Regions from separate parts of the Mus musculus genome. Here all the other regions are linked to region 1. A link is a contact called in public HiCAR-type, HiChIP or PLAC-seq and promoter capture Hi-C data. All regions are on one chromosome and are shown on one strand. The core of a region is the stretch at or near the end of the contact, and the rest is flanking DNA. Distances in the headings are between cores, read along the strand shown. Region 1 holds the start of Abhd13 (abhydrolase domain containing 13). Region 2 has its middle 53 kb from the start of Irs2. Region 3 overlaps Col4a1 (collagen, type IV, alpha 1). Region 4 has its middle 80 kb from the start of Irs2. Region 5 has its middle 22 kb from the start of Gm15418. Region 6 holds the start of Arglu1 (arginine and glutamate rich 1).

Region 1 (2,700 bases), core at 139-2,638:
GACTTGACAGCCCAGTGCCTGAGTTTCTGAACTGTCTGGGAGAGCATCCAACGTTCCGGCGAAAGGCAGCAGGCCAAGTGCTACCTGTGGCTGTACATGTACAAGTCAGCTAGCCTTCTGCTTGCCCGGTCTTTCTAATACCTATTTCCAGGATGTGGTGATAAAATGCTGCCACCTCTGAGTCAAAATTCAAGCATTTTCTTATCTATCGCAGCAAAGCAAGTCTCAGTAAGCACTGCGAATCCCAGTTAAATCACGGCAGTGACTCAAGTTATTAGAGTGAAGCTTTATTTTTCTGTGGAGACCCAGCTCAGACTACAGGTCCTCCAGCAAGCTTTCCTCGGACCTCGTTCCCAGTGTCACCAGTTCCATCCTGTAGCCTGGGCCGACTCATGTGGCACTATTTACTAAGGGGGTGATGAGCCTGCTTATATAGGCTGGGAGTTCCGTGATGGCAGTGACCTTATGTTACTCCATCGGACGCTTTCAACGCGTAGCAAGGCCGAAGGTACAGAGCAAGTCCAACTCAATCCCAGCTCAACTGAGTCAAGTCTTTGGTAGCACAGCTGTGACATAACTCTGCACTGCCAATCATTAATTCTCAGTGAGATAAAACAGTGCTTTAGAGAAGAACATGTCTAAGCACACACACACATAAGGACTAATTCATGCCAAAAGACAGAGCAGATCGACAAAAAACAAAACAAAACCCAACGTTCAAACTTAAAGCCAGTGTGTCACTTGGTTCCTGCTGCCTGGTAGACAAGTGCACAACTAAAGGTTTACTTTAGGTTGCCAGCTCAGCCAAGCACACTCCCTGATGCATTCTCGCTTCACACCAATGGCTAAAAAAAAAAAGAGGCCCAGTGACTTCAAGTGTGCGACAACTCTCTGGATTTTATGGCCCCGTCGCCCGCAGCTGCGAGGTTAGCAGGTCTGCACCTGTTACAGACAAACGCGCCCAGTCCCTCCGACCCAAGCCCGGGGTTTGCTGGCCGACTGTTCTGGGAGTAGATACGGGCTCCCGAATCCGAGCTGCGGGGTGAGGAGGTCGGGGAGGCCGCCCGCGTCCCCGCCGCACTTACTCAGGCTCGCGGGCGGGCTGCGCAGTCGGCCGCGGGCTCGGAACCCGGCTCCGCGCTGCAGCGAGGCCCCGCGCCGCCCCCGCCGCTCCTCATCGTCTTCCTCCCGCCGAGGGGCCGCCGTCGCCACTGTCTAGCCCGGAGCTCCTGCGGCGCGGCGGGCCCAGCTGGCGCAGCCTCCACTTCCGGCTCGCGCGCGGTGTCCCTGGCAAATAACCCCGCCGGCCCCCACATAACCTGTTCTCCAGCTTCCTCCCGGGAGCGCGAAGCCAACCTGTGCACCCCTATGCGCATGCGCAGGACACTGGGCTCCGCCTTCATGCTACGGTAGCCCGTAGGGGCAAGATACATCTCGGCGTTTCCAGTCAACTGCTGCCTGAACACATTTCGGAGAACAAGGAGTTTCTCTTCTCTCCTCTTCTCCCCTCCTCTCCCAAATGTGCCTGCTCTTGGCTATGCTCTTTCACTTATCTGCACTAAACTTTCTCTTCCACCATGCCTAACTTTCAGGTAGTTATGCCCTTCCTTTTTACTTTTTTTTCCCCCCACTCTGAGGATAAAACAAATTTGGTTCTCCATTAACCATGCAGCTAAAAAGCACATTAGAGCAAGAGCTTTGAATTAACTAATAGCTTTTCTCGGCTCATAATTTGTGGTTCTTTCGTATCAGTAAAGCAGAGCCCGACCTGTGCCTGACGTCGGAGCGCAGGAGCAGTTGAATAAGACACGGATGTGTAAGAGTTGTACAAGCTGTACGAGCACCGCTGATGCTCCTGTACAGTAACGTGTGGCTTTGCAACACCACAGGGAAACTATCGTGAGACTAAGGGAAACTACAGAGAAAATAACTGGCCACACGGAGCCGTAGGATCTGGCCCCACTTTAAACTAGCCCTGGACTGTCGGCCTTGTGAAATGCAGCGTAAACACATTAGACAACCCCTGAAAGCAATTGACACTCTAGTGTCTCACCAGGACTGCAAAGTTTCACCTTCAAAGAAAGTGTTCCCCACACTTTGCCTATAATTTCTGAACTCTTATTGGTGGAGTAGGGCAGGTCATAGCCACCAATGCCAGTGGAAAGTAAGAGTTTCTGAGACGTGGAGCGTACGTTTATACTTCTATTTTGAGTATCTAGTATAGTTATTGAGTGACAGTAAGGTGTTCAATAACACTATCAGCTAGCTTTATTCCAAATCACCGAGCACCATTGAAAAGCCTTTAGTCCATGTAAGTATGTTTCTGCGCCATGAATTATTTATTACTATGTAATACATAATTATTTTTATTATTATGTATTATTTCTGCACAGTGAAAAGGCTACCAAGAACACAGAACCTGAATTAATTTTGCAAAAGTCTTTTTCTGGAGCCCTAGACTTTTTAGGTGGGAGGATTCTCTTCTGTCCTGGAAGTCTTCAGAAGCCAGTCCTGTCAGGGCAGCAACCCAGGCTCCAAGTTCCTCAAATTCGGCTCAACGATGACATCCAGCGGCGAGGGACCGAACATCCTTTGCTACAGGCAGAGACAGTGGAGGCGCGCTGCGCAGGCGCTCTGAGCCGCCGCGCCGGCCCGCCCCTGCCTCGCCTGTGCCTTTAAAAGCCGGCAGGCTCGCCTGTT
Region 2 (2,700 bases), core at 169-2,668, 1.1 Mb before region 1:
GCCCCAAGAGGGTTGGACTGATAGGGGACACTTGCCAGGGTCGCACTTTGCTCCCAAGTCTCCGTGCACCCTTCACACATGCTCGTGACACAGGGACAGGTGGCAGAGGCTCTGCTCATGGTCACAGGTGGCTCAGCCTCACGGAGCAGCAGAAAGGGTCTTTACCAAGGTCAGGGGTTAGTCTGTCAGGACTCAGAGAAACATTATCGTGAGTCATAAATCAGTAGACCAAACAGAGTCCCTGATGAACACGTCAGCCGGCAGCCTCAAATCTCATGGAGAATTCCTTCCACAAAGAGGTCAGTGTTTAAAATGGCAGTGGCCACCTCAGGGGAGCCCTTCAACTAGAAAGACCTCTGTACTCAACACCAGATTTTAGATACGTTTGGTGGACAGGAGACTAGCAATCTCCAGGTGAACACCTTTCCCACTGCTAGTGCAGCATCTTGGGGAAGAGCTCCTGCTGGATAGATGCCCAAAAGTGACAGGGCTCAGCCTACAGCCTACAGGGGAACAGCCTTGACAGGAGGATCATGACTGACTTAGATACTGGTTTATCAGTGGCAAATCCTACTGGAAGTTCTAAATGAGGCCCTGCTGAGAGGGCTGGGCTGGGCCTTCCTTAGCCCCACCATGCCCTGCCTTCCTGCCTTCTCTGCTACTTTGCTTTCTTCTCTGTCTCACATTCTCCTTTGAGCCAAAGGCACTACTGTCTATCACATTCATTACAAAACACGATTGTGAAATGTTTCACACAGCAGTCAGCTCAGTGTGCTCCAACCAGGGCAACTGTTGTCCCGTGTCATCATTAGGCCATTAGCAAGCTGTGGGGCTGTCCCTGTCCCTGGACAGACACCTTCATCCTTCATCTTGCCAGCAAAGAGATGAGCTGCTCTTTCTTTCTCTCTCTCTCTCTCTTTCTTTCTCTCTCTCTCTCTCTCTCTCTCTCTCTCTCTCTCTCTCTCTCTCTCTCTCCCTTCCTTCCTTCCTTCCTTCCTTCCTTCCTTCCTTCCTTCTTCCTTCCTTCCTCCCTCCCTCCCTCCCCCCTCCCCCTTCCACCTCTCTCTCTCTCTCTCTCTCTCTCTCTCTCTCTCTCTCTCTCTCTCTCCTTATTTTCTCACACTTCTCAAACCCTAACTGGAACCTAGGCCTGTAAATCCAGAGATTTCTTTTTATCTATGAGTCAGTATCAGAAAGTATGGGTGTGGCCAGCCCTCCAAGTTTTTGAAATTTTTGAGTGTTTTCATGCCACCTCAAAACATTATTTTATCAGAGACCTTTGAAGAGACTAACTCTGCATTTCACAGAAAAATATTCCACCACTGTGAGTTATGTAATATTGGAAACTGTCAGTCTAGACAGTGCTGGGAAGGCCCCAGTTGGAGTGCATTCCTATCCAAGAAGAGCAGTTTGGCAAGGGAACACTGAGCTCCTGGCTCCCTGTCTCTGTCACCATCCCTCTGATCCTCTCCTATTTAGCCCTCATAGCCTGTGCCTTTGGGCGAGGAGGATGAAGGTGGAGTCAGGGCTTCTTTGCTCTTTCTGTGGACTAATGAGTAGGTACATCACAGGTCTGTGTTTACTGTGGGATTTCTCTCTGTGTCCTTGCTGCCCCCAGTAGGTCAAAGTTTTAACGGGTAAAGAGGCATGAGAAGCAGAAGCCACAGCAGTGATCACAGAAGATTCTGCTTATGCTCCATGTATACGGAGGAGGGTCACACACAGTCTCAGGCTGCACCATCTTAGGGTCGTGCTGGCTTCCCCCAGGGTAGAACACAGCATGCCTACCCAGTCACTCTTCCAACATGTGTCTGTGGTTGAAGGAAAAGTACAAACAGCAATAGAAGCAGCAACAATACTAACAACAGCAACAACAGCAGCAGCAGCAACAGCAACAAGAATAACAGTAACAACAGCAGCCAACAGCAGCAGGAACATCAACAGCAACACTAACAACAGCAACAATAACACTAACAATAGCAACAACAACACTAACAACAGCAACAACAAAAACAACAGTAACAACAACAGCAGCCAATAGCAACAACAACAACAGCAACAACACTAACAACAGCAACAACACAAACAAAAGCAACACTAACAACAGCAACAGCAACACTAATAACAGTAACAACAACACTAACAACAGCAACACTAAAAAAAACAACAACAACAGCAACAACAACAGCAGCAGCAGCAGCAGAAATAACAACAAAAATTAAAAGAGTAGACCTGGTCACTCAACTCTCACCTGAGATGTCCCAGCACTGTCTGAGGGGTGATGGGTTGTGTGCACTGTTCACAACACAAATCTTTTCCAGGAGAAAAAAAGCTGTGTACTGTGAACAGGGGCAGACACAAGAAAATGTGATAGATGAGCTGTCAGGAACTCAAGGGGTCCTTTGCGAGCCCAGTTTGGAAGCTAATGAGGCAGGCGTGCTGGGCTCACTGTACAGGATGGAGCAGCTGCAAAGATCAGGGAGAGGGCTTTCAGCTGTTCTTTCAGAGAGTATGGTTGGATAAAGGAGAAAAGAGTCCTCTGGTCCTTGGCACATCACCTGACCCAGAGATGGAAAGCATGCTCAGGAGGAGTGCTGTACTGCACAGAAGTTTAGGACTCATTGCATTGATGCAGCCCATAGCCCGTCAGCTTCTGCCACCTGCCCATTTTCCAGCACTCATGCTTGCTCTGGGAAGGTT
Region 3 (2,700 bases), core at 20-2,519, 1.3 Mb before region 1:
GAAAAAGAAAAGGTGGGAGCTTGGACTTCTGTGTCTACATCAGCTCGCATATGGTGATGAGCACTTTTAAAAACATGTTACTATGACGCTTATTTTACCATGGAAGAAAGTAGCTAGTGGGGATTCATTCTATAATTGGACTCTCCGTTTTGAGTGTGATTCCCCCCACCCCACCCCCCGGGGGTTCGTGTGCATTGAGGAATGTCTTGAAGCCTCCCTGGTCTCTACACACTCAGTTTGGGAAGCACATTGCTCTATTGTGATGAATAGAGATATCCTTAATATAGCTAAATATGTCTTGGAGTAGAGAATGGAGAACGACTGGATTCACCCACTCTTAGCAGCTGCTAGTAGGAGCCCTGCTTAGTTTCATTCATAATGTCAGGTTGTGGAACATTTACAAGATCAGTGCTGCCCCCTAAACCAATAGTGGTCAGAACCATGTCTGGAGGATTGCCAAAGAACTCAGCCTGTTCCCCTAGGATTGTGGGCAGCCCTTCCAGATCTTGTTTTCAGAGAGTCAATGAGGCTGTCAGCCTGTTAGCAAATGGACCGCAGGGACTCATGCTGTGACAGGGAGCTGGACAGGTGAGCCCTTTGTTGCAGTCCCTCCCCCCTGAGAGAGGTTGTGAGAACCCTACCTAGATTAATAGCATCAGGCTAGCCTCAGGCCTGTTCCTTCCATCACGGGAATCAGGTTAGGGGTTACCAAGAGATGCAGAGCCCCACCTCCCTCTCAGTGAGAATTCCCGTAGGAAACACTGGCACCCAGGTGACCTTCAAGAAAATGCATAGCTCTGGTTAAAAGTCAGTGAGCCCTCATTGCTTACTGGGCACAGTACCTCCTTGGCTTGTTGTGGCCTTATCAAATATGTGGCCTTATCAAATATGTAGTCAGGACCCAAGTCTAAGACACTAGCTTCTCTCACCCCATGTGGAAGAGGTGCCATTGCTGTCCCTATACATTCTGCAGGCTCCCTAGAGCTCGGATGGCCTTGCTGGTCTGTCTATAGGAGTGTGATTAGTTGCCTTGTGTTTGGTTGCACCTTTTCTGGTTGCTCAGAGCATAGGGTTATATCCCGTGTCAAAGACATAATGAGTAGGAGCAAAGCCCTATCAAGGAGTGCTTGCTCATCACAGCCGATTCTAAGAAGAGAGGTGGAATTTTCCAGCCTTTCAAATCTAGGGACTGCTTTACACTGCCTGTCCCTCATCCCTGCAGGGCCATGCCTCCTGTCTCAGAACCGGAAATTCTCTGATTCTGAGAGCGTCTCGGCTTACATTCTAGTCATTTTTGGGCTATGCTGTGATGATCACTAAAGATGCCTGAGGCCATAACATCACTTTTAAGATGCAGGACTTTACCCTCTCTGTATCACAAACGTAGACTGCTTTCTTAGTCATCATTAGGTCTGAGGTGACATTCTCTCCCAAGGCAAGGATTGTACTTTTTTGGTATCTTTGTAATCTTCCATTTACAGATGCATTCATTTTGTTGATTTTTTTAAAAATAGGAAACACTTTAGTCATGATTTTATTGTGAAATCCGAGTGTATGAGCATTTCTATATGTTCTGCTTAGCATATGGGTTAGTGGCTCTCTCTTCCTTGTCATTCTCTGGGTCTGTGTATGATTGGATACACTGAGATCCTTAAGGATGGCAGGACAAGATTATATTTTTTGAGTAGTAGACTATTTTAAATTTGTTTTCCATAAATTAAGCTACGCCAAGTATATTATTTAAACGTTAGGAGATAGCCTATTTCTTCCCAGGAAACGCATTCTTTTCTGTAGCCGCTTATGTAGTCTTGTGAAGTTTCTTTGAGACTTTGAGCCAGTTAGTGGATTTGACCGAGCAGCAGGTTATTCATAAGAATAAGTAAGTTTATTAAATACTTTCTCTGAGGAGATACTTCAAAGAGTTTTGATTAGGAGAATCGAGTGTGTTTAAAGAGAAGATTTGGGTGTGGGACAGTGCGTGCTTCCCACACCTCACACTTGGCAGCAGTAGGCAGGTGCTTTTGTTTGCTGCTCTTCTTCCATCTCACAGGGAGTGGCTTTCATCAAGCCACTCATGCTAGTTGCTCAGAGAATCATTACTCTGAGCTAGTGTGGAACCCCAAGTTCCACTTAGGAAGCTAACCGCTCCAGAGTGCGGGGCACTCCTGACAGGTCAGCAGGGCCAGTATTTTTCAGAGTTGAGATAAATATGAGGGACATTTGCTTGCTGGCTCAACTTGCAACAGGTTCATAGACTGCAGACCAGCCCCACTCCCTGCTGAACTCCTCCATTCCGACAGAGGTGGACACCAAGTGACCAATTGGCAGCTCCCAGGACTGAGAGATGTCAGTCACAGCAGATCTGAGGTGGGCTTTGTCCTTTCTGCTGGAGGAGGTGTGAGCTGTGTTTGGGGAGGCCTTTCTGGAAGCATCAACCACCCACTTCTAGCCCACCTCTTATTCTGTTGCTCATTTCCAAAATCATCACCCTGTGTCTTCCAGAAGAACCCAACTCCTGTACCCGATGTCCCAGCTTTCCCAAACACTCAGTGTTCTGAAGCTAACTGCTCTTCCTGTAGTGCATTTCCTTCCAAGTTCTGCCCAGGCTACCCCACCCCCCTTCCTTGCCAACAGTCCTTAGTCAGGTCTCACTGCAGGGTGTTCTGTAGGAAATGGTACTGCATTTCGGAGAAGGCAGGG
Region 4 (2,927 bases), core at 331-2,830, 1.1 Mb before region 1:
CTCCTTCTGATTCAGCTGCGTCATGGGGAAAGAGGATCAGAAGGTATAGGGATGTTACAGTCTGTGTGGCTGGTACTCATCCCTTGGTGGAGGCTCCTTGCCCAACCCCAGCTCCCAGCTGAAGGCCAGCTGTGTCAAGGCTCCTGAAAAACCTCAGGATGAGACCCTCAGCAGGAGCCACCTTGTAATCTCTTCAACAAATGACAAGCCTTCTGCATTCCTCTGTTCCAGGGAAGGATGGTGGAGCCTTTGGAAATATGGCTTGTCATTCCATTGCTTGCTGTCTTCTGAGGTGAAAGGCTAACTTGCTTGATTGTTTTTGCCCGAGTTACAAGTTTAGGATGACCGAGGGACCATAGACTTGAGTCACATAACAGACAAATACCCCATGAGAGATCTGTAGGGAGCAACATGAACACCCCAGCTTAGCAACAGAGTAACTACCCAAACCAGACCTAGCATTTTCAGTCATCTGGATGCTGAGTGGAAACTGGGGGCATCTCGATGTAGGGAGAATCCTATGCACAACCTTCCCTGGCTTCTTGTGCATGCAGAAGCAGGAAGGAGCCAAGATGACTCCATTTACCTCCATGCTGTCGTCATTCCCTGAGGGGTGAGCCCTAACCATGTTAATCTTCACTAATATGAGGGCCTCACACTAGGAAAGCGGACTCTGTTCTTCCCGGAAGACTGAAGATCTTACCTCAGTGTTGTAAAGCCACCTGGACCAGTGCCTCTGAATGATCAGGTTAACTTAGAATCCTTTCATGGACAACTGGCCATCATAGCAAATGTTACACCAATATATGCTTGCCTTGGGCTTAGATAAGCTATGGGCACGGATGGTCTGTAGGTCCTTAGAGACGTGGGCTTCCGACAGCTACAGATCATAAATATCCTGAAAGGACCTCAAGTGGTAGCAGAATGCCTGTGTAGAAAAAGATCTATAATCATATAAAGATAAAATCAATGGTATCCTCAGCACTGACACAGTTGGGGACATCCCTTCTGAGGAGCCTTGTGGGTGATGCTGAGCCCCTGAGCCCGTGCTCTGCAGAAGGCACAGGCACCGAGAATGGAAGGAGTGGCTGGTAAGCCCAGCCAGCCGACACCCTGGAGTCAGCTATGGGCGTGACTGCCAAGGAGCTGAGGCTGGGGGATTATGTGTGAGGTGCCTGCCAGTCGAGACGAGGCTTGCTTAGCTCCTACTGGTCACAGCAGTGGGAGGCTTCCTTTCTGGCAGGCTTGGTGGAGCCGCTGGGCACAGCTGAGCCAGGTCCTTGGATGTCCCAACCATAAGCAGGCTCCAAGAAGCCAGGAGCTGAGGAGGCGGTTCCTGGCAGCAGGTCCTGTCCGATTCCTCTCCCAAGCATTCTTCCCCAGGAGTAGAGATTTAGTCTTTGGTTGTGCTAGCACCTGTGGTTGTAAAAAGTTTACCTATTATAGATGGGACACAAAAAAGGCTTGGAATTTCCCACTGAACAGAAACATTAAAAAGTATCCCCCTACCCTCCCCCCACTAAAGATCGCTGATTATTCTCACTGGCTGGATCTAGGGTTATGAAATAGACAGCAGATATTGCACAATGTGATTTCAATTTATTTGCCCAGTGTTTTTGCATAAACCTGTTTCCCTCAAAGTTGGTCTAAGAAATGAAAATTAGGGAAAACCAAGAAAGACCATGAACTCTACAGAGGAAATCAAGTGTTCCAGTAATCTAATCAAATAGCCCTGTGCGGGCGTAGAAAACAAGCAGTTCTATATAATGCATAGTTCCTATGCTGGTCTCACTATGCTGCCTGTACTAAGTGGCTAAGCATTTTATGTCTGTGGCCCCTCCAGACAAGGACACAAAAGGCCACACGGACAAAGGGAGGAGAAACAAGCAATTTTAATAGCAACCAAGTTGGTCCTATCATTGAGATCTTGTCTCTCCTTAATATTTTGCAATCATTTCAATTTTTAAGGAGGAAGAGCCCCATGGTCTACCTTTTTAGAACAGCGGTTCTCAATCTGTGGGTTGCGACCCCTTCAGAGACAAATGATCCTTTCACAGGGCTTTGCACATCATATAACCTGCATATAAGATATCCTGCAAATCAGATAACCTGCCTATCAGATATGTTGCATGTCAGATATTTACATTATAATCAATAACAGTAACAAAATTACAGTTATGAATTAGCAACAAGAATGACTTTATGGTTAAGGGTCACTACAGCAGAAGGAGCTGTATTAAAGGGTCACAGCACTATGAAGTTTGAGGACCACAGTTTTAGAAGATTATGTCTCTAAAACTAAGCACTGCTCATTACAGTGGCCTCTCTAGCATATATGAGCCCTGTCTGGAAGAACTGGAGCCTTTATTATCAGAAAAATTATACATAAAAAGATGTACTTTTGTTGCATACATGTTTCTGTGTGGATATGTGCACGTGTGTATGTACAGGAACCTGTAGAGGCAAGAGAATGTGGCAGATGCCCTGGAGCTGGAGTTAGGTAGCGGCGAGCCTCTCAGTAGGAGCTAGGAACAAAACTCTAGTCTCTTGTAAGAGCACCAAGTGCTCTTAACAGTGAAACCATCTCTCCAGCCCCTCCACAAGAAAGTCTTATTTTTGTTTGATCAATAAATATTGATATCTATAGATACCGATGAATGGAAATGCCAAGAAAATTGTGCAGAAGATTGACATCTGACTCTTCTTGGGACCACTTTATATTTGGGTAGAGTTGGTCGTGAGCTGAGAACAGAGTCTGTAGGTCTCAAACAGGTAAATGAGGTGTCTGAGTGGGGACAGCAACAGTGTCCTGAGACGGTGTTTGCCATGCTCCCTGGGGTACTAGATTTGGAACTTCTGACTTAGAGTCTTAAACGCTCTATGTAGGTCCCAGTGATTTAATAACCAGGCTGAACACACATAGAGGG
Region 5 (2,770 bases), core at 108-2,607, 1.2 Mb before region 1:
AACATGTTGAAGGAGTTAGTTCTGAGACAGATCTCAAGTTGTCAGTCTTGGAGATGTGCTTACTGACTACATGCTAGCCCTAAGGCCATTTGTGAGGTGTGTGTGTGTGTGTGTGTGTGTGTGTGTGTGTGTAAGAGGGAAGAGGGGGTGGATAGACAGTGACAGCGACAGGGACAGAGACAGAGATGTTTACCTGTATCCCTGTAGAGAGCCTAGGTCGGCTGTCTCATTCTCCATCTTACTTTTTCGGACAGAGTATCCTCATGGAATCTGGAGGTCAGGGATGGACAACACTGACTGATCAGTAAGACTCGTGGGTCCTTCCGCATTTACCTCCTTGGTGATGGAATTACAGACAGGAGCCACCATTGCTGGCTTTTCTTTTTTTTTACGTGGGTTCTGAACTCAGGGCCTCATGCTTGAGTGGCAGACACTTCAAAGATAACCCCTTTTCTGCTGTTTCTGCATCTGCTCTTTGAGTCTTCCTTTGATGAAGTCCCATCATTTTGCTACATGGTCTGCTTGCTACATTGTTACCGAATCTCCTCCTTAAATGGTTACATTGCTACGGGATCTCCTCCTTAAATGGTTACTTCTTTCACTTCTTGTTGATCTCTGCCCATATTGATGTAAACATGGGGTCTTTCTGCTTTTTACCATCTGCCTTCCCTTCTGGTAAGTAAGGTCTTTGTCTCAGGGCCCTGAGAACCAGCATCATGGTGGTGTTCTCATTTGCACGTGAGCCATCTACAATGGCTTCTCTAGACTTGATCTGTGGACATGTGCTGACTCTTGAACTGTTTGCTGTGTGTCCATGGGAGACACCCAGAAAAAGGACTGTCAGCACCCAGGGATGGTTTCTGACATCTGACCCCAGAATCCGTACATAGACCTGTGGTACGGGATAGCCCAGCACATGCTCTTTAGCAGCAACTGGAAAATGAGGCAGGAGCTGTTGACTGTTGGGCTGTGTGGATAGGAGTCCTCTTGGAGGATTTGTGGGCAGAGAGAACCCTGGTGCTTGCTCTTCAGCATGTTACAAGCGTCTTTTCCTTTTGACCTTGGTAGAGTGGATTTTGGAGAAAGAGGTCGTGTGTTTTCCCTAGCACAAAACCATGTCCTGAGCATCTCAAAGCTTCAACCCTCAGCCATGGCTGCAGGAAATAGCAGGATCTGGAGGGAGAGCTGTGTGGCATTGTGTGCTGATTAACCAAGACTGAGAGAGTCAGCCACACTTCCTTGCAATAGCCCTGAGGTCTGTTCCTGACTGCAGGCAGGTAGGTGTGGGCTTGCAGGCACCGGGGGACTGCTGTCTCTGGGAGCACAATCATGCCTTGTTCTGAGAGTTCCAGGCCCACATGGCATCAGCTTTCAAAGGACTCTGACTAATACGTTCCTCTAGTGGTGGGAGACTCTGAGACTGAGTATGAGGGAAGTAAATGTCACTATTGTGTGGGGCTGTGCTTAGTGTTTTGATTCCTGCAGACCTGGCCGACTTGGCTGGGGCTCAGCTGAATGGCTGCAGAGCTGGGAGCCAGTGGTGGGGACGCTGAGGGTTGAAAGCATCAGTTCTGTGAGAAAAACAAAACAAAACAAAACAAAAAAACCCCAACAACCTCTGGCTAACTAGGGGAGCTGGTAGTAGCAGCCTTAGGTCCTATCTTAGCTGCCCCCTCCAAATGCCCACACCAGTTTCCTAGGGCGCTTGGACAAAGCAGACCAGTCTGAGTGCTTGTGGAAAAGATGTCTCAAGCCATGGAGCTGGAGACCCAAGGTCAACATGTCTTAGGGTCAGTTTTCCAGGAAGTCTCTCTTTGGTTAGCAGATGCCATCAGCTCCGTATGTCTTCACATTCATCACTCTGTGTGTGACGTCCCATGTGCATGCTTTATAAGGACATCAGCCACAGCTGGTCCCCCCGAAGACCTCATTTCGACTTACTCAACTCTCCAGAGCCTCTGCCGTCAAATGCAGTAACTTTCTGAGGTCCTGGGTTTGGGGAGACAGAGTTCAACTGTGTGTTTGTCTCTGTCCCTGACATTCAGCCAACACAAGCTGGGTGGATTTCCACCGGCTTCGGTGGTCTCACCCTCAGAGTCATGTGGCTAAGGTACAACATGGAAGCAGGGTCACAGGATGACATCATTGAAATCCCTCAGAGATGCTTTGTTCCAACCCACTCTGCTATGGGCAAGGACCCTGGTACTGCTGCACATCAGCTGGTACCTTGGTGTGAAGATATGCCTAATGTGGACTGTTTGAACAGGTTCCCCCCCCCCCCATAGACTTATGTGTTTGAATGCTTGGCCCATGAGGAGTGGAACTATTAAGAGCTGTGGCCTTGTGAGAGGAAGTGTGTCACTGTAGGGGCGGGCTTTCAGGTCCCCTTCTACGCTCAGGCTCTGCCCAGTGCAGAGGAGAGTTTCCTTCTGCTGCCTTTGGATCAGATGTAGAACTCTCAGCTCCTACTCCAGCACCATGTTTGCTTGCACGTTGCTATGCTTCTTACTGTGATGATAATGGACTAAACCTCTGACACTGTAAGCCGGCCCTAATGACATGTTTGCCTATATAAGAAGAGTTGCTTTGGTCATTGTGTCTCTTCACAGCAATAGAACCAAGCAATAGAACTAAGACATGGACCAGCGGCCATAACAGGCAGGGTAGATTATAGAACACTGTCCAGAAGACTCCTCAGTTGTTCTGGGAGCTGAGCTCAGGTCTTCTAGAGGAGCCGTAAGCCCTTTTAACCCCTAAGCCATCTGACCAG
Region 6 (2,700 bases), core at 195-2,694, 1.3 Mb after region 1:
CTGAGTTCGAAGCCAGCCTGATCTACAAAGTGAGTTCCAGGACAGCTACACAGAGAAACCCTGTCTCAGAAAAAAAAAAAAAAAAAAAAAAAGACCTTGGGTTACATCCCCAGCACCACACACACACATAAAAAGAAAGAATGAGGCTACGATGGTGATGGTGTACGCCTTTAATCCCAGCATTTGGGAGGCAGAGGCAGGCAGATCTCTGAATTCCAGATCAAACTGGACTACAAAGCTAGTTCCATGATAGACCACAGAGCTGTCCAGGGCTGCAGAGAGAAACTGTCTCAAAAAAACCTACACATACACACACATACAGAGAGGTAGAGTGGAATCCTTACTGCCTTTGAACCTCCAGAAGAACCCTTCCTCTAAACTTCATGAATTGGACCTAATATGCAATGTTTCAGCATTAAAAGGTGGGCCCTTTGGGAAAGAGAGTAAGCCCTGGGGCTTTGGTTTAAAAAAAAATGCAACTAGTGTGTTTTGTGTGTGTGTGTTTTGTTTGGTTGGGGTTTTTTTGGCCTAGTGTTCTTAAGATGTTTACAAGGGAACCCTTATCTTATGCATTCTTTTCCCCTCCTAAGGTCTCCTGCTGGAAGCTCAGACAGAATCCTTAGCACAAACAGATCCACTACTTAATAGAGTTCTCAGCCTCCAGAACTGTAGGAAACAACTTTCTCTTGGGTATAAAATAATGAGTCATTGGTATTTTGCTATAGCAGCTCAAAAACTAAAAGACTCATTGAGATAGGCCACTACCCATTTTTCTTTTCGATGTCTTTAAAGAGAGCTATTGCTCTCTGGGACTAGGCCTTGAGCTCATTATGTAGTCCAGGCTGGCAAAATCCACAAAACTGTAACCTTTTAAATAAAACTTTATTAAGAGCATTTAACTGGCTCTAACATATACATTCTTAAGAAAACTTGGGACTCCTCTGGGCATTGTTCTAATTTATTGTTTGTTTACAATAAATTATTAACAATTTATTAATTGTTCTGGTTGGTATGTATGCATGCATGTATGTATGTATGTATGTGTGCAACCCCAGCTGGCCTCCAACTTACTAAATAGCCAAGGCTGACCTTGGACAACTGGTCCTTCTGATCCATCTTCTAGGGGCTAAAATTCTGGGCATGTACCACCACATCCAACTCACAATTGATACATTCTCAATGCTGGCTAAGGAAACAACAGGACTTTCCCAATTACTCGGGCCTTATCCTGTCTTTCAGCCAAGGCTCATCATAAATATTCTCCAACTCCTAAGGTTTTCGTGGGTCTTGTTGAGGTGAAAGTTAAAGACCTGAAGGCTGGCCAGCATTCTTCTCTTTAGTTGCCACGCAGCGGCGGAAAGAGCCGAGCGCGCTCGGCCGCATTCGCCGGCCCTCCTAGGCGACGTCGTCAGGGGGCGGGGCTCGTGCCGGCACGCTCGGCGCGGGGCATTGTGGGAAGGGCGGCCGGTGCTGCCACAGCTGCCATCTTAGGGACTCCGGGCCGGGCCTGCTAGGCCTTCGCGGCGGAGGCGGCCGTGTGCGTGGCGGGTGCGCTTGGGGCGAGGCGGAGGGTCCGCGGGCGGGGGGCCGCGCTTCCCAGCGGCGAGGGGGCGGCCTGCGGCGGGCAGCGGGCGACAGGCGGCGGGCGCCGCGCGGCGCGAGGATGGGCCGGTCGCGGAGCCGGAGCTCGTCCCGCTCTAAGCACACCAAGAGCTCCAAGCACAACAAGAAGCGCAGCCGCTCGCGCTCGCGCTCGCGGGACAAGGAGCGGGTGCGGAAGCGCTCCAAGTCCCGGGAGAGCAAACGGAACCGGCGGCGGGAGTCGCGCTCCCGCTCGCGCTCCACCAACGCGGCGGCATCCCGGCGCGAGCGGGAGCGCGCCTCGTCCCCGCCCGACCGCATCGACATCTTCGGGCGCACGGTGAGCAAGCGCAGCAGCCTGGACGAGAAGCAGAAGCGCGAGGAGGAGGAGAAGAAGGCGGAGTTCGAGCGACAGCGAAAAATGTGAGGGGCGCGCGGCTGGAGGCGCGGGGCGCGCTCACGGGGGCCGGGTGGGGCGGGAGCGCCGGCCCGGAAGTCCGAGTTGAGGGCGCGAGGCGGGAGGTTGGCGGGGCTGCGGATCCCCGGGCCCGAGGCGTTGGAGCGCAGGGCACCTGTGCGGGGGTCCGTCCCGGGGCGCGCCCGGCTTGAGAGTGTGGGCCCTTTCTGAACCTCCTTTCATACGGTCGTTCAAAGACAGATGCACAAAGTTGCAGCGGACACCCGGGGTGCCTCTCCGGCCCCTCTCTTTTTTGTCTTGGCCTCAGCCCCTCTAGTGAGCATGCTTGACCCTACTGTTGACCCTGCTGTTTGCCCGCCTAAATGCTTCTAGTTTCAGAGCGCTCTTATCCGAATTTTTCACTTAGGGCAAAACCGGTTCCCATCAGGGGACTGGACTTGAAATTTGGGGGAAGATCACGTGGTTTTGAGTGAGGCGGCTTTCGATGTGAAAGTAGGTGTTGATGACCCAACCAGAGTAAACTTGAACGTTGTGAAGTACTTTTTTAAAAAAGATGTGCCCAGCCCCCCTCCCCCCCCCCGCCCCAGCCACGTGGAGCAATAATACTAAGCATATGTGTTCCCTGTTAAGCCAGCCATCGTTTCCGGAGTAATTAACTGAAGACTTGAATAAGTGGTTATGAAGCAGGAACTAGGTAGTTT

The links. Promoter capture Hi-C pulls out the DNA fragments that hold promoters and counts their contacts. HiCAR-type assays count read pairs that join an accessible place to other places. HiChIP or PLAC-seq counts read pairs in DNA pulled down with a chosen protein or histone mark.
Region 2: a contact with region 1 is called in a promoter capture Hi-C map of hippocampal neurons, with 3 times the contacts expected there. The contact joins the enhancer-like site here to the promoter of Abhd13 in region 1. A contact is called at or near these places in 5 of 39 promoter capture datasets (the 3T3-L1 cell line, 3T3-L1-derived adipocytes, embryonic stem cells and 2 more), 1 of 115 datasets of contacts at active chromatin or transcription factors (large pre-B cells) and 2 of 9 other capture datasets (adipose tissue and macrophages).
Region 3: a contact with region 1 is called in a promoter capture Hi-C map of the 3T3-L1 cell line, with 3 times the contacts expected there. The contact joins the enhancer-like site here to the promoter of Abhd13 in region 1. A contact is called at or near these places in 4 of 39 promoter capture datasets (the 3T3-L1 cell line, 3T3-L1-derived adipocytes, the C10 cell line and 1 more), 1 of 115 datasets of contacts at active chromatin or transcription factors (astrocytes) and 1 of 9 other capture datasets (liver).
Region 4: a promoter capture Hi-C map of 3T3-L1-derived adipocytes shows a contact between it and region 1, with 4 times the contacts expected there. The contact joins the enhancer-like site here to the promoter of Abhd13 in region 1. A contact is called at or near these places in 9 of 39 promoter capture datasets (the 3T3-L1 cell line, 3T3-L1-derived adipocytes, the C10 cell line and 5 more) and 1 of 115 datasets of contacts at active chromatin or transcription factors (pro-B cells).
Region 5: a contact with region 1 is called in a HiCAR-type map of astrocytes, with 5 times the contacts expected there. The contact joins the enhancer-like site here to the promoter of Abhd13 in region 1. A contact is called at or near these places in 7 of 39 promoter capture datasets (the 3T3-L1 cell line, cranial neural crest, hippocampal neurons and 4 more), 4 of 484 Hi-C or Micro-C datasets (the HL-1 cell line, adipose-derived mesenchymal stem cells, cerebellar granule neurons and 1 more) and 5 of 115 datasets of contacts at active chromatin or transcription factors (astrocytes, embryonic forebrain, embryonic stem cells and 2 more).
Region 6: a contact with region 1 is called in an H3K27ac HiChIP or PLAC-seq map of microglia, with 8 times the contacts expected there. The contact joins the promoter of Arglu1 here to the promoter of Abhd13 in region 1. A contact is called at or near these places in 5 of 39 promoter capture datasets (the C10 cell line, embryonic stem cells, erythroid cells and 2 more), 5 of 484 Hi-C or Micro-C datasets (CD4 T cells, CD8 T cells, embryonic stem cells and 2 more) and 3 of 115 datasets of contacts at active chromatin or transcription factors (large pre-B cells, microglia and pro-B cells).

Annotation. Positions count from the first base shown.
Region 1 is chr8:9,976,405-9,979,104 of GRCm38.p6, reverse strand. Abhd13 (abhydrolase domain containing 13) reads right to left here and starts at 1,388. Exons shown (of 2, transcript NM_001081119.1): 1 at 1,086-1,388. It also overlaps a transcript of Lig4 not described here.
Region 2 is chr8:11,060,594-11,063,293 of GRCm38.p6, reverse strand. No RefSeq gene overlaps it. Among named protein-coding and RNA genes, the nearest start is that of Irs2, 53 kb to the right of the region's middle. Within about 2 kb of position 1,418, at least 27 of the 459 cell types and tissues checked have an H3K27ac peak or open chromatin away from gene starts, as enhancers often do. A contact at or near this core is called in adipose tissue and hippocampal neurons, where this site is marked.
Region 3 is chr8:11,262,585-11,265,284 of GRCm38.p6, reverse strand. The region is part of intron 2 of Col4a1 (collagen, type IV, alpha 1); the gene reads left to right. All of the region lies in intron 1 of Gm32709 (a long non-coding RNA gene), which reads right to left. Among named protein-coding and RNA genes, the nearest start is that of Gm32709, 2.7 kb to the right of the region's middle. Within about 2 kb of position 1,269, at least 18 of the 459 cell types and tissues checked have an H3K27ac peak or open chromatin away from gene starts, as enhancers often do.
Region 4 is chr8:11,087,779-11,090,705 of GRCm38.p6, reverse strand. No RefSeq gene overlaps it. Among named protein-coding and RNA genes, the nearest start is that of Irs2, 80 kb to the right of the region's middle. Within about 2 kb of position 1,580, at least 28 of the 459 cell types and tissues checked have an H3K27ac peak or open chromatin away from gene starts, as enhancers often do. A contact at or near this core is called in 3T3-L1-derived adipocytes and liver, where this site is marked.
Region 5 is chr8:11,164,373-11,167,142 of GRCm38.p6, reverse strand. No RefSeq gene overlaps it. Among named protein-coding and RNA genes, the nearest start is that of Gm15418, 22 kb to the left of the region's middle. Within about 2 kb of position 1,357, at least 26 of the 459 cell types and tissues checked have an H3K27ac peak or open chromatin away from gene starts, as enhancers often do. A contact at or near this core is called in astrocytes, where this site is marked.
Region 6 is chr8:8,689,281-8,691,980 of GRCm38.p6, reverse strand. It overlaps Arglu1 (arginine and glutamate rich 1), which reads left to right and starts at 1,444. Exons shown (of 4, transcript NM_176849.3): 1 at 1,444-2,004. The coding sequence starts at 1,664. It overlaps Mir7654 (microRNA 7654), which reads left to right and starts at 1,819; the gene lies at 1,819-1,888.